Linked DNA regions of Sus scrofa: all the other regions are linked to region 3. A link is a contact called in public HiChIP or PLAC-seq data. All regions are on one chromosome and are shown on one strand. The core of a region is the stretch at or near the end of the contact, and the rest is flanking DNA. Distances in the headings are between cores, read along the strand shown. Region 1 holds the start of TMOD3 (tropomodulin 3). Region 2 holds the start of MYO5A (unconventional myosin-Va). Region 3 holds the start of GNB5 (guanine nucleotide-binding protein subunit beta-5). Region 4 holds the start of LEO1 (RNA polymerase-associated protein LEO1).

The links. HiChIP or PLAC-seq counts read pairs in DNA pulled down with a chosen protein or histone mark.
Region 1: a contact with region 3 is called in an H3K27ac HiChIP or PLAC-seq map of alveolar macrophages. The contact joins the promoter of TMOD3 here to the promoter of GNB5 in region 3. A contact is called at or near these places in 2 of 5 promoter capture datasets (fetal liver and liver) and 2 of 2 datasets of contacts at active chromatin or transcription factors (alveolar macrophages and skeletal muscle).
Region 2: an H3K27ac HiChIP or PLAC-seq map of alveolar macrophages shows a contact between it and region 3. The contact joins the promoter of MYO5A here to the promoter of GNB5 in region 3. A contact is called at or near these places in 2 of 2 datasets of contacts at active chromatin or transcription factors (alveolar macrophages and skeletal muscle).
Region 4: an H3K27ac HiChIP or PLAC-seq map of alveolar macrophages shows a contact between it and region 3. The contact joins the promoter of LEO1 here to the promoter of GNB5 in region 3. A contact is called at or near these places in 1 of 47 Hi-C or Micro-C datasets (fetal heart ventricle) and 1 of 2 datasets of contacts at active chromatin or transcription factors (alveolar macrophages).

The regions. Positions count from the first base shown.
Region 1 is chr1:119,947,431-119,950,130 of Sscrofa11.1, forward strand. It overlaps TMOD3 (tropomodulin 3), which reads right to left and starts at 1,365. Exons shown (of 10, transcript NM_214294.1): 1 at 1,265-1,365.
Region 2 is chr1:119,164,468-119,167,167 of Sscrofa11.1, forward strand. MYO5A (unconventional myosin-Va) reads left to right here and starts at 1,284. Exons shown (of 42, transcript XM_001926768.7): 1 at 1,284-1,501. The coding sequence starts at 1,475.
Region 3 is chr1:119,544,003-119,546,702 of Sscrofa11.1, forward strand. GNB5 (guanine nucleotide-binding protein subunit beta-5) reads left to right here and starts at 1,380. Exons shown (of 11, transcript XM_001924730.4): 1 at 1,380-2,000. The coding sequence starts at 1,889.
Region 4 is chr1:119,803,663-119,806,362 of Sscrofa11.1, forward strand. LEO1 (RNA polymerase-associated protein LEO1) reads left to right here and starts at 1,330. Exons shown (of 12, transcript XM_003121504.4): 1 at 1,330-1,466. The coding sequence starts at 1,409.

The DNA.
Region 1 (2,700 bases), core at 115-2,614, 400 kb after region 3:
AGAAATCCCAAGAGGTTCAAAAACAAGCAACCTAAAAGAGTTAAAATATATCGGGTATCACATTTTAATTCCTTTTTTGTTCCTTTCCTAGGAATGTGTTAGAAAGGTGATTCTAAGTATTATAAAATGACTGTGAGCTCTTAAGTAATAGGGTAAAAAAAAAAAAAAAAAAAAAAAAAAGGCCTAGGACTAGGAAGAACTTACTAGCAAAGGTAAATGAGGCTGGACAAGACTATTTTTCTAAGCCTGATACATTTTTGTAACAGACCAATTAGCAATTTTATTTACTGAAAAATTAATCTGAAGGATTCTCAGAAAAAGAAACATGAGCCACATTAAAATGTTACAAACCAAGGCAGACCGCACATAACTAACCTAAATCTCCACAGGCTTATTTCCTGTTCAAGTATGACCTCCTGGGCTAAGTTTTACTGCAGTATTCATTACCAGATGACTTTTGGTTTTAAGGGAAGCCAAGGACAAGTTGGAAATGCGATTCTTAACTAAACATTAAAAACCCCCAAAATCCAAAAAACAAAACAAAAAGCCCCCTGCGGCTGTTTCTCATTCGTTTGTAATCAGAATGCAGGCTTGCAGAGGAAACACACCACTTCTGTAAGCAAAAATAACGACCCAGTCACGTCCTCAAAACAAACCAACATACAAACTTCACAGCCGGGTCCAGCTGTGCTGCACAGGAGCCAGGAATCTATTCTAAGAGCAGATAGTTCAAAACGGCGAACGCAAGACAAGAAAGATTTCAATTAAATTAAAAAAAAAAGAAAAGGGTGTGCCCTTCTTTTTTTCTTCTTCTTTCCAACTCACTAAGCAGAAGTCTTTGAAGGAGACTCGGTGAAAAAAACCTTCAGACGCTAGTCGCCGGCTAGTAAGCCTGGGTGGGATGGATGGGGCGGATAAGCACTTCGAGTTCTCACAGCCACGGCCGGCGCGGGCTCCAGCCGGGAGGGGAAGGGGCCAGTCCCGAACCCGGCGAGGCCGGGCCGGGGAGTGATTCATCGCAAATCTGTCTTCGCGCGCCTCCACCACGGGCGACGCCCAGCGCGTCCTGCGGATCCTGCCCTGGCCCTTTTGCCCCGAAGCAGCCCCAGCGTCCTCTCGCTACCGGACAGGGATTGGGAGCGAACGAGATTCGAGCCGCGCTGCTGGAAGACAGCAACCTCTCCCTCCTCAGCCACCATGGCTGGTACGACACACTGCCGGCGCCCGCAGACGGACTTCCTGGAAAGCATCGGTCTTGGCTTACCTGCCTAGCGCCCGCTGAAGCCACCGACCTCCTTCACAGACCCGCGGGGACTGCTTGCCGCTCAGCTCCCAGTACCCGCCGGTCCGCCTGCGTCCGCCTCCCGGGGAGTTGTCGGATCCACCCGCCAGAAGCTCCCCCAACTCGACGGCGCTGGTTCCCACTCCACCGCCGACGCGCGCGCGCACTCCCAAATCGCGGAGCATCCTGGGAGCTGTAGTTCAAGCCAGGAGGGCGAGGCTCAGCGCAGATCTTGGGCTTTACTGTGTGTGGAACTTTGAAGCAGCTGCAGATGTCAAGCCTTACACTAGTCTGATAAAACTCTCTCTACTCGTAGAATTATCTACCTTCGACCCTTTGGGAGCTTTATACGTCAACTAGGGGTTCCTTAGTACAGATTTCCTCTTCACTTTGATTTTTAGTCAAAAGGCACACACCGCAGGACTTAAACCCTAGGTTGCTAATGGGAGGACAAGACATGGAGCCCTTTAAACTTATTATGAAAAACTGATAGAAAAGGAAACAAATAAAGGCTAAGGCACGAGAGTGACATAAATCAGGCGGATGTCACCTTAAGAGTATAGTGACCCTTGTGATTTCCTTAGGTTTGCAGCCAGGATGATGTCGCAGTGATCAGTTTCCATCCCATCCCATTCTTGCATTCTCAGGTGTAATGTTCAACTTTGATACACCTCAAAAATGCAGCCAATTAGAGAACTCAAGTGCCTGCTTAAGATACGTTCCAGCTACACCCAGTGCGGGAGCAGATTAATGGTTAAGACTCTGCTGCTATTTACTCCTCAGAGCAAGGAGCACCCGAGATAAATACCCTGGAATTTCATGCAATTAGCATCCACTAATTCCAGCAATAAAGATCACCAATGATGTGGGTTTTTTCAGGGGGAAAAAAAAAAAACCTCCTAAATGCAAATACTCTTGGTTGCCATTGCATCTTATTTTTTATAGCATCTTAGTGTGAATCAGTTTCTCAAATATTTTTGGAGATAACACCTGAGAGCAATTTCCTACACAATTCCACATTCAGGTTCAACTAATATTTATTGAATACTTAACCCACACCAAGAATTGTGCCAGCACTCCATTTATAATAGCTAGAATTTTGCCAGCACTCCATTTATAATAGCTCATCCAATCCTATAAACAACCCTACAAAGACTATATTAGTATTCTCCATTTCTACAGATGAGAAAAATTAAGTAAGCTGTAAAAGGTCACACAGCCAGTAACTGGAGATACAGAAATGAAAAACAGATAGCCTGATTCAAATTTTAGCATACTTTCCACTGTTGATCAGACTAATGTATATCCTAAATATTACCACATTAAGTAAGATCATCTGTGACCATGTTTCTCAAACTCAATCCAGGGAGATGGTACTCTGACCGGATGAACTGAATATCTGGATTCATTTGATAGTT
Region 2 (2,700 bases), core at 34-2,533, 380 kb before region 3:
AGCTGCATGGTTTCCTCTTTTGTATGTCTGGGCAAAGAAAAGATAGGATGTAAAAACGTGAAAGATACATGGCTTTAGAATGGAAAGTACAAAGAATTCTGCAGGATTCTGTAGCTATTCCTCTGGCATCTCTGAAAAGATTGTGGGCAGTGAGTAAGGGGAGGCGAGACCTGAGTTCCAGGGAGCACTTGACCCAAGTGTCCCCCTCATCAGTGCTCTCCCTTCAAATACACATGCAGGATACACACACTACCAAGGGGGCTAGCCTTGAGAGGTGGTCTTGATAGAAACCATGCCAGATTCCCAGGAATGGCACTGGGTATCACATGAGCACATTAAAAAGAGGTTGAAAAATTATGACCATTAGCCAAGCCAGAATGAAAGTGTGACTTGGGAGCAGGTATATGTGAAGACAGCATGGGCGGGGGGGGGCGGAAAGATCACATTCTTGTGCTCAAAGTGCAAGGATAACAACGATTAGATAGAGAAAGGGCCGGGGCAGAAAGGTAGTGGCACCACTAGGCACAGGCCTGGAAGCAAAAGAGGCTCCAGGGCTGCCTCCTTTGCGCATCTTGTTACAAGGCGCACTTATATCTCTGCAGCTTAAAACAGGCCCATACGATCCTGCATCAAGAAACGACCCTACTGCAGATGCCGAGGGGTGCAGTCATCTTTGGGGTGACCTTGGTTATTCTCTCATTATCCCGTTCCTTGCTCACTCCTAGACTTCTATACTGCTAACAAGGCTCTTCTGGAATTCTAAGTTATTCTATGGCCTTCCAAGAAATCTCGCCCCAAATCATTTCCCTAGAAATGTTTGGAAGCACAGGTGAAGCAGCCTGGAGACTCCTAGCCTTTTCCCTGGACTCCTTCAGTGACACCAACCTTCTCAGGGCTGAGCTGTCACAGTCCAGGGCTCGCTTGGGATCGAGGGAGTCCAGGGGACGACATGCCCCCCGGGACGGGTGTGCAACCGGCAGGTGTCCTAGGGCGGGCTTCTGGGTCTCGGCAGCGCGGGAGGCGGCGGCGGCGACGACGCTGGGTGGCAGGCTGCTGATGCTCGGTGCCCGCAGCCGATGGGAGGCAGCGTGAGCTGGAGAGAACCCGGAGCAGCCGAGGTGGTAGCGCGGGAGCGCAGCCTCCTCCCGCTCCCACAATGCACAGGGCGGCGGCGGCGGCGGCAGCATCACCGTCCGCCAGGGTGGCTGCGGTGGCGACCCCGAGGACCCCGGGCGCGCCGAGCGCGCGGCACTACTCGCGGCGAGCCCGGGAGTGATGGCGAGGCCCCCACGGGCCGCCTGCGTCTGAGGGGCCCCGCCCCGCCCCACCCGGCCCCGCCCGGCGCGGCCCGCCCCGGCCCTGCCCTGCTCGCTGCCGGAGGCAGCCTGGGCGCTTCCTAGTCGGCGCGGGCGGCCGCCCAGGCGAGGTGCGGCCTCCGCACGGACTGGGGGGCGTCGGCGCCGCGGGGCCCGCCATGGCCGCGTCCGAGCTCTACACAAAGGTAAGGCGCCCCGCGAGTCGCGCTGTGGGGAGGGGACCCCGCGGACCCACGCCGCCAGCTGTCATACTGGGGAGGGGCATGGGGCTTGAGGACCCGGTTTTGCTGGGCCGGTACCACCCCTTTCCGAGCATTTCAAAACCCTTGGCCCTGCTCGCCGGCCGCCAGCCGGCGAAAGCGCCTTCCTCGTTCAGTCGTTGATGATTAAGGCGGAGGAGGCCTGCCTCGGGTGCCTCTCTGGCCCCTGCCAAGCTTCTTGGGCTTCGAGCAGTGCGGATTTCTAAGGGAACCCGTGTGGATTTAGTAGGGCGGGCCTGGGTCAAGATTGCTCAGCCTTCCGTCTTGCTTTAGGAAAAATGCTGGCTTGTGGGAGATGCTAGATCTGGTCGGTCCCTCCCTTGGGGACACGCGCTTAAAATAACGTCTTGTGTTGGTATGCGGTGCCACTTCTACCGCCAGCCAACCTTTCTGTGTGAGATTTAGAATCTTTCGCCAGTTTTCACCTTTAGTTGCCTGGTTTCAGATTTTTACCCTGGGGTGGAGGGCCCTTGGGGAGCAGGCGGCGGAACAAACGCGAGCTGATTCACGGACTAGAATAGAATGGTCGGCATTCATTTGTCACTGGGAGTTTGCAACCTGCGTATAATCCCTTAGAGCCTTGTTAGGCTCCATGTCTTCACCAACCTCTGCGGCGAGCCTTCTCCTCCTGGGTTTAGTTTAAGGGAAGTAGCAGCCTTTCTTTCTTATACTGACGCTAGTATTCTCTGGGGCTGGTAATATCTGAATGGCATGTTTTGGAGAACCATACCTTCAAGACAGTGTAATGTCCTTTGTGACTGTGTTGTCATGGCATTTTACACTTTCACTCCCTTGTAGGTAGTAGGTGTTTTGCCAGCTGTTAACTACCTCTAATTCCGGTTAACAGAATTGCCTTAACTTTTCAAGTTGGCATTTGCAACAGCGTCTACATTTAGGGTCCAAGAATCCTTGTATCCAAATATTACCCAAGCAAGCCCTGGGCCCAAGTTGCAGCATGTTATTGAAGGAAGAGGTCTAGACCTGCCATTTAGAGACCCGGATTCTAGCCCTGGATGCTAGCCCTGGCCTTTTGAGTTTCTGTGTGACCTTGAGCAAATCACCTAACCTCTGTGGAGTTCCCCATGTGTAAATGAGGTTAATTACACCTGCTCTGTATCTATTAC
Region 3 (2,700 bases), core at 130-2,629:
CAGATTCTTTCCAGGTCAGAACCCTGGATGGAGATGTTCCTTTGAGACTGTTGCCAGCACTTGATGCTGCACCACTGCAAGCACTTGATGCTCCCAAATACTTGGACAGATTCCTCTGGCTGCAGAAACATCCAAATGGCTGGCAGCTAAATTTTTAATCCAGGTGTTTGGAGTTTTGTAGACAGCCCCCAGTGGACACTTTTTATGCATGGTGGCAACCCTATAACTCCACCACTACTGATATGTAGATTCAACTTTTCTGACTTTCAGCTGTCTCACTTGTAAAAACAGTGAACACCAAAGTACAGAAAGGCACTTCACAAGCTTTGCCAGCCATTAAAAAAAGTTACATGGCCTTGTCTCTGGATGGCAAACTCTCCAGGTTGGAGGATATTTGGGGGTTATCTTAAACAGAGACTCTTCAGAGGATGGCACACACCAGTATGAAGCTCCACCCACCCCAGGTCCTCATAAACAGGCAGACCCTCAGGCAAGGCACACACATACCATGGTGGTCCACGGAGCACCAGCCTGAGGAGGTGATGAGAGGATGCTGCTTTTCCCAGGCCTTTTGAGATGACCCTTGTGAGAAGTGTCCCCCATGACCTAGTGTCTCATTTAAATTACTTCCTGTGAAATTGCTCAAGTGTACCAGGCAGCCTTAATAACCAGGAGCATATACTGTGTGCCATGCATCCCCTCTGAATGAAAACCCTCTGAGGAAGATGTTATCCCGATTTACAGAGGAGGAGCCTGAGACACAGAAAAGTCAAGTAAGCCGCTCAAGGCCACACAGCACAACCAGGATTTACTCACAGGCAGTCTGATCTAGACAAAGCCTGTGTGTTTAACTTTTTCTAAGAACTCTGAAACTGTTTCTAAGAGTGTGAGGCAGGCAAATCATTTAATCTTTTTCATTTATAAAATGGGGGTGATAATAGTGCCCATTCAGGGTGGCTATTGTGAGTTATTCACGTAAAGCACCTGAACAGTGCCTGCTATTATAAGGAATTGGAAAGAGCACATACTCTTTTTGCCACAAAGTCACTCATTTACTTCCTCGAGGGAATCGTAGCAACCCTTCATTGTAAGGTGAGGTGCTGCCTCAGAAGTGACCTGAGATCACTGGACACGGTGCTCAGAAGCCTTGAGTCTGGGCCCTGTGTGTCCCTGCCCCCAACACCACGTCCTCATGAGCCCCCAGGCCAGGGACTTAATTCACGGGTGAAAAAAGGAAAAGCAAAAGCAAGAAGGGGCAAAGACTCCAGAGCTTCTCAGAAGCCAGAATTAGCTTTATCTTTGTATATTTAAGCCAACAAAAAAGGAAAGTTTACGGTTTGTTGTAGGGGGAGCATCAGAGCTACCGAGGTTCAGACAGGGTACCAATGGTGAGAGCCAGGGCCCCTCGTCCTCTCCTCTCCCGTCCGCTCTCTGCCATACGAAGCCACTGGGCAGCGTCTAAAGTCCCAAGGAGAGGAGATCTGGGCGGCGAGTGAGGGAAAGGGGTGTTGGAAGGGCTGTGTTCCTGCGACTTCGCCAAACTCCCAAAGGCCGGGCAGTCCCTGGTTTAAATCCCAGCTTGGCCCTAAGTGCGCATCAAGCGAGCCTCTCCGGGGCAACGCGCAGGGGCGCGCGGCCGGGGACCCGGGGCGCGGAGGGAGCACAAGGGCCCGCTAGCGCGGCAGGCGAAGGTGAGGCGGGAGGGCGACCTGCCGCCGCCGCCGCCGCCCGGCTCGCAGCTGCCAGCGTCAGCGCGGGAGGGCGGGGCGCGCTCCGGGAGGCGGCTGGAGCTGCGCCGCTGGCGGCTCGGCGCCCGCTCGCCGCACGGGCCTCCGTCGCCCGCTAACTCGCATCCCGGTTTCCCTGCCCGCCGCGTCCCCGCGCGAAGATGGCAACCGACGGGCTGCATGAGAACGAGACGCTGGCGTCGCTCAAGAGCGAGGCCGAGAGCCTCAAGGGCAAACTGGAGGAGGAGCGGGCCAAGCTGCACGACGTGGAGCGTGAGTGCGGGCCGGGGCGGGGGCTGCGCGCCGAGGGGCGGGCGGAGGAAACAAGACTGGCTCCGGCTCCCTCGGGGGATGGGGAGTTGGTGAGGAAGAGGATGGAGGGTGGCGGCCTGGGCCCCGGGCTGGAGCCAGGCCCGCGCCATGGCCTGGATGAGGGCCCCAGTGCCGGAGCATCAGAATAGGCTTGGGTAGCGGCCCAGCGCTGGGACGCGCCGGTAGGGGGCTCGAGCCCGACCCTCGCAGGCCCTGGGCACCTCCTAGAGCCCCAGACCGCTAGCGGAGACCAGCCCGCCTGTGGGCAGGGGGAACCGGGTGGCAGCAGCCTCTGGCCGCTGCCCTCCTGCCAAGGATCGTAGGACCAGTTTCCGTCATCACCTGCCTGGAAGATGAAAACTGGTTGCATTCATGCCCTTCTCAAGCGGAACAGGGTGGAGGGGGTTTTCATTGGAGGCATGCACAGTGAGCCCTTGCGGACGCGGCCTAGGGTCAACTACTGTTTTGTTTTATAATCATTTGGCTTTCTCCGTCATTTCTCAGTTTTGCTTTTGCAAGAAACCAGACTCTGATTTAAAAGCTCACTTTTTCAATCTGCTCCCTCTCCTTGAGAATGGAGGGCCAGATAGGGAAAGAGAAACATTTAGTTCGTTTAAGGCTGTTTAAAAAGCTTTTGGATGGATGGATGTGGTGTGGTTGG
Region 4 (2,700 bases), core at 80-2,579, 260 kb after region 3:
CCTGCTCTTACATCATCCACTTTGTACAGAAGACTAGGATAACATACTCAGTCCCACTTCTTGCCCATTTGAACCTTGTCAGGCACTCCTATTTGCAACAAAAATAATGCCTCAAAATTTCCAAACTAAAAATCCACTGTTGCTGTCCAAGATTAAAATCCTTATATTGATCTAGACAGATAATACTTTAACACAGGATGTACATTCTTGAAAACTAATATTTAAGTTTCCTGAAAATGACGTAGTTGTTTCGTATGTGCAAGTCCCTTCAGTTCTTTGAAATTTTATAAAAGCAAGAGGGTTTATCTAGCACTGACCTTTTAGGAAAATTCTAGTACTGTCTGATTTGATAATGTACAATCATAGCCACATTTCATAGCAAAATCAAACTTTTTTTCAGAAAAAATAAACAAGAAGCCTCTGAATAGGGTTTTTCTAGCTACGGGTTGCAATTAATTAGTAAATCATGAAATCAATTAAGTGATGCACTGCCTGTCATCATTAAAAACAAAAGCTGCAAGAGAATAAAGTAAAAGAGAATAGGAAATCTCAAGACTAAATCTTAGTAGTATGTATTGTTTTGTGAAGTATTTAATTTTATGCACAAAAGTGTGTACTGGGTTAAGATGGGACATTTTTGATGTTTGAGATACACTGTTCTAAGCCTGCATGCAGTCTTCAAAGAGCAGTCCGAGGAAGACCCTTTTAGGGGTAGGAGAGACCGTCCCTTTCCCGATCACACACACACGTGAGAGACCTCATTTTCTTCATAGGCTTCAACCAAGGCCTTTCTCAATAGAATCAGTGCAGAGTAGTTATGAGAACTCAGTTGTTTTAAGACAGATACTGAAGACTTTTCCAAAACTGTAGAACAATTCCACTCATTTTTTTTTTTTGAAAAAAAGTCACTTAAAATTTAAAAACTCTAGTTATGTTAACCTGTTTACTATTTTTAAACGATTTTAAAAATACCTCTGCCTTAATTACTAATACAGTAAATAGCAATAGAATATAACCCACATAACGACCCTTTATAGAGTTTGCAACAATTTGAGAACACTTCGTCAGTATGAAACAAAGGACTCCAGACCTGACTCAGGGCAGGTTTAACACGGCCCCAGGCCTTTCCCGGGAGAACCTAAGCGCTTCCCGCTCCACTGACACGCAGACAGGACGTTCCCCGGGTGAGAATCCTCGGGAATAAGAACAGATCTTGACGAAAATGCGTGGTCTATACGCTTAGGAGATTGGACAAGCACAGGTTCACAGAGCACACGAAAACTAGTTCACCGAAGGAAAGCAGACTTTTAGCGAATCTTTTGCGACACTGTCGCAACTCGTTGTTTCCGTGCCGTAAAGACAGTCGCGAAGCCACCCCCAGTGAAGACAGCAGCGGACGTGCGCGGCAATGGCGGATATGGAGGACCTTTTCGGGAGCGACGTCGACAGTGATGCTGAGCGTAAAGGTGGATTTGGTTGGGCTTTGGTGGAGGCGACCGTGGCGGGCCTTCTGCGACGGGAGCCAGACAGCAGTCCAGTTCCGGTTGTGCGAACGCTCGGGCGCTGAGGGCGAGTGGTAGCACTTCCTCCACTCCTGCCTTAGCGCTCCCTGCACTCCCGGCGGTGCCAGCCTACCCTGGAGGACAGGAGTGAAGGGACAGACGCAGAGCGTGCGCCTCGAGGCTCTTGGTGTCCGTGGAGCAAGCTGGGCATGTGGAGCGAAGGGGGCGCGGGGCAGGGATGGAGGCCCGGTGAGCTAGCACAGCCAGAGAAGGAACCTCGGAGCCCTGCTGTGTCCTGCCTTGCACCGGCCAGCGCAGAGTAAGGGCAGTTGTAAATGAATGGAAATTAGGTCTTCAGGAATATGGGAATAGGCCGGACGAATTTTTAGAGGGGCTCAGATGCTCTCCTGAAACGAAACCAGAGAGTGGCGTGATGGGGAGTTTGAGATGTCTGGATGAGAAGATTGGGAAGGATACCGGGGTAGGGCATTACTTGCAGGAAATAATGTGTTCTCCGAGAATCTGTGCAGAAACTCTAGAATTTGTCTGTGATATTAAACTTGGGGAACATATGAGCTCTGTGTTTGGAGGGAAAGGATGAAGGATTTGTTGATGAAATGAATTAATGAAGGTAGGTTTTATTGTGCAAGGAAGTCTTTCTGGCACAAAGACGAGCTATTTGAGTTTGAGATAGTAATAGGAGGTCTTTGAAGCGAGAAGGGGCCCAGGAACAAGTTCAGCATTCTTAAAACTCGCTAAGCTCAAAGTACTGTATCTACTTTTTTCCTTAGCATAGTGCTTGTTGTGGTTGTTTTTTTTCTTTCTCTGACTCCAATTTATTCATACTTTTTATAATCAGGGGAGCACCAGGTGGAAGTCTAGTGTGAGGGCTCTACCAGAATGGGTATCCTCAAGGTTCTGGTCAGGATAAGTCTGGAAGTATAGAGCTTTGTGTATTTGTTCCATGTGGTTTGCCAATGTTTTTTTGTTTTTTTTTTTTTTCCCCTCATCTGTACTTGTCCATATCCCATTCACCCTTCAAGGCACAGATCTATGTGAACCCTCCCAACTTGCTTCCTTGAAGTTGTTCATTCATTCAGCATTTACAAATCCCCTGTCATGTTCCAGCTACTTTGCTAGGTGTAGGGGATATAATGATGAAAAGATCATCCCCACCCTACCTCCACCTGACATCAGT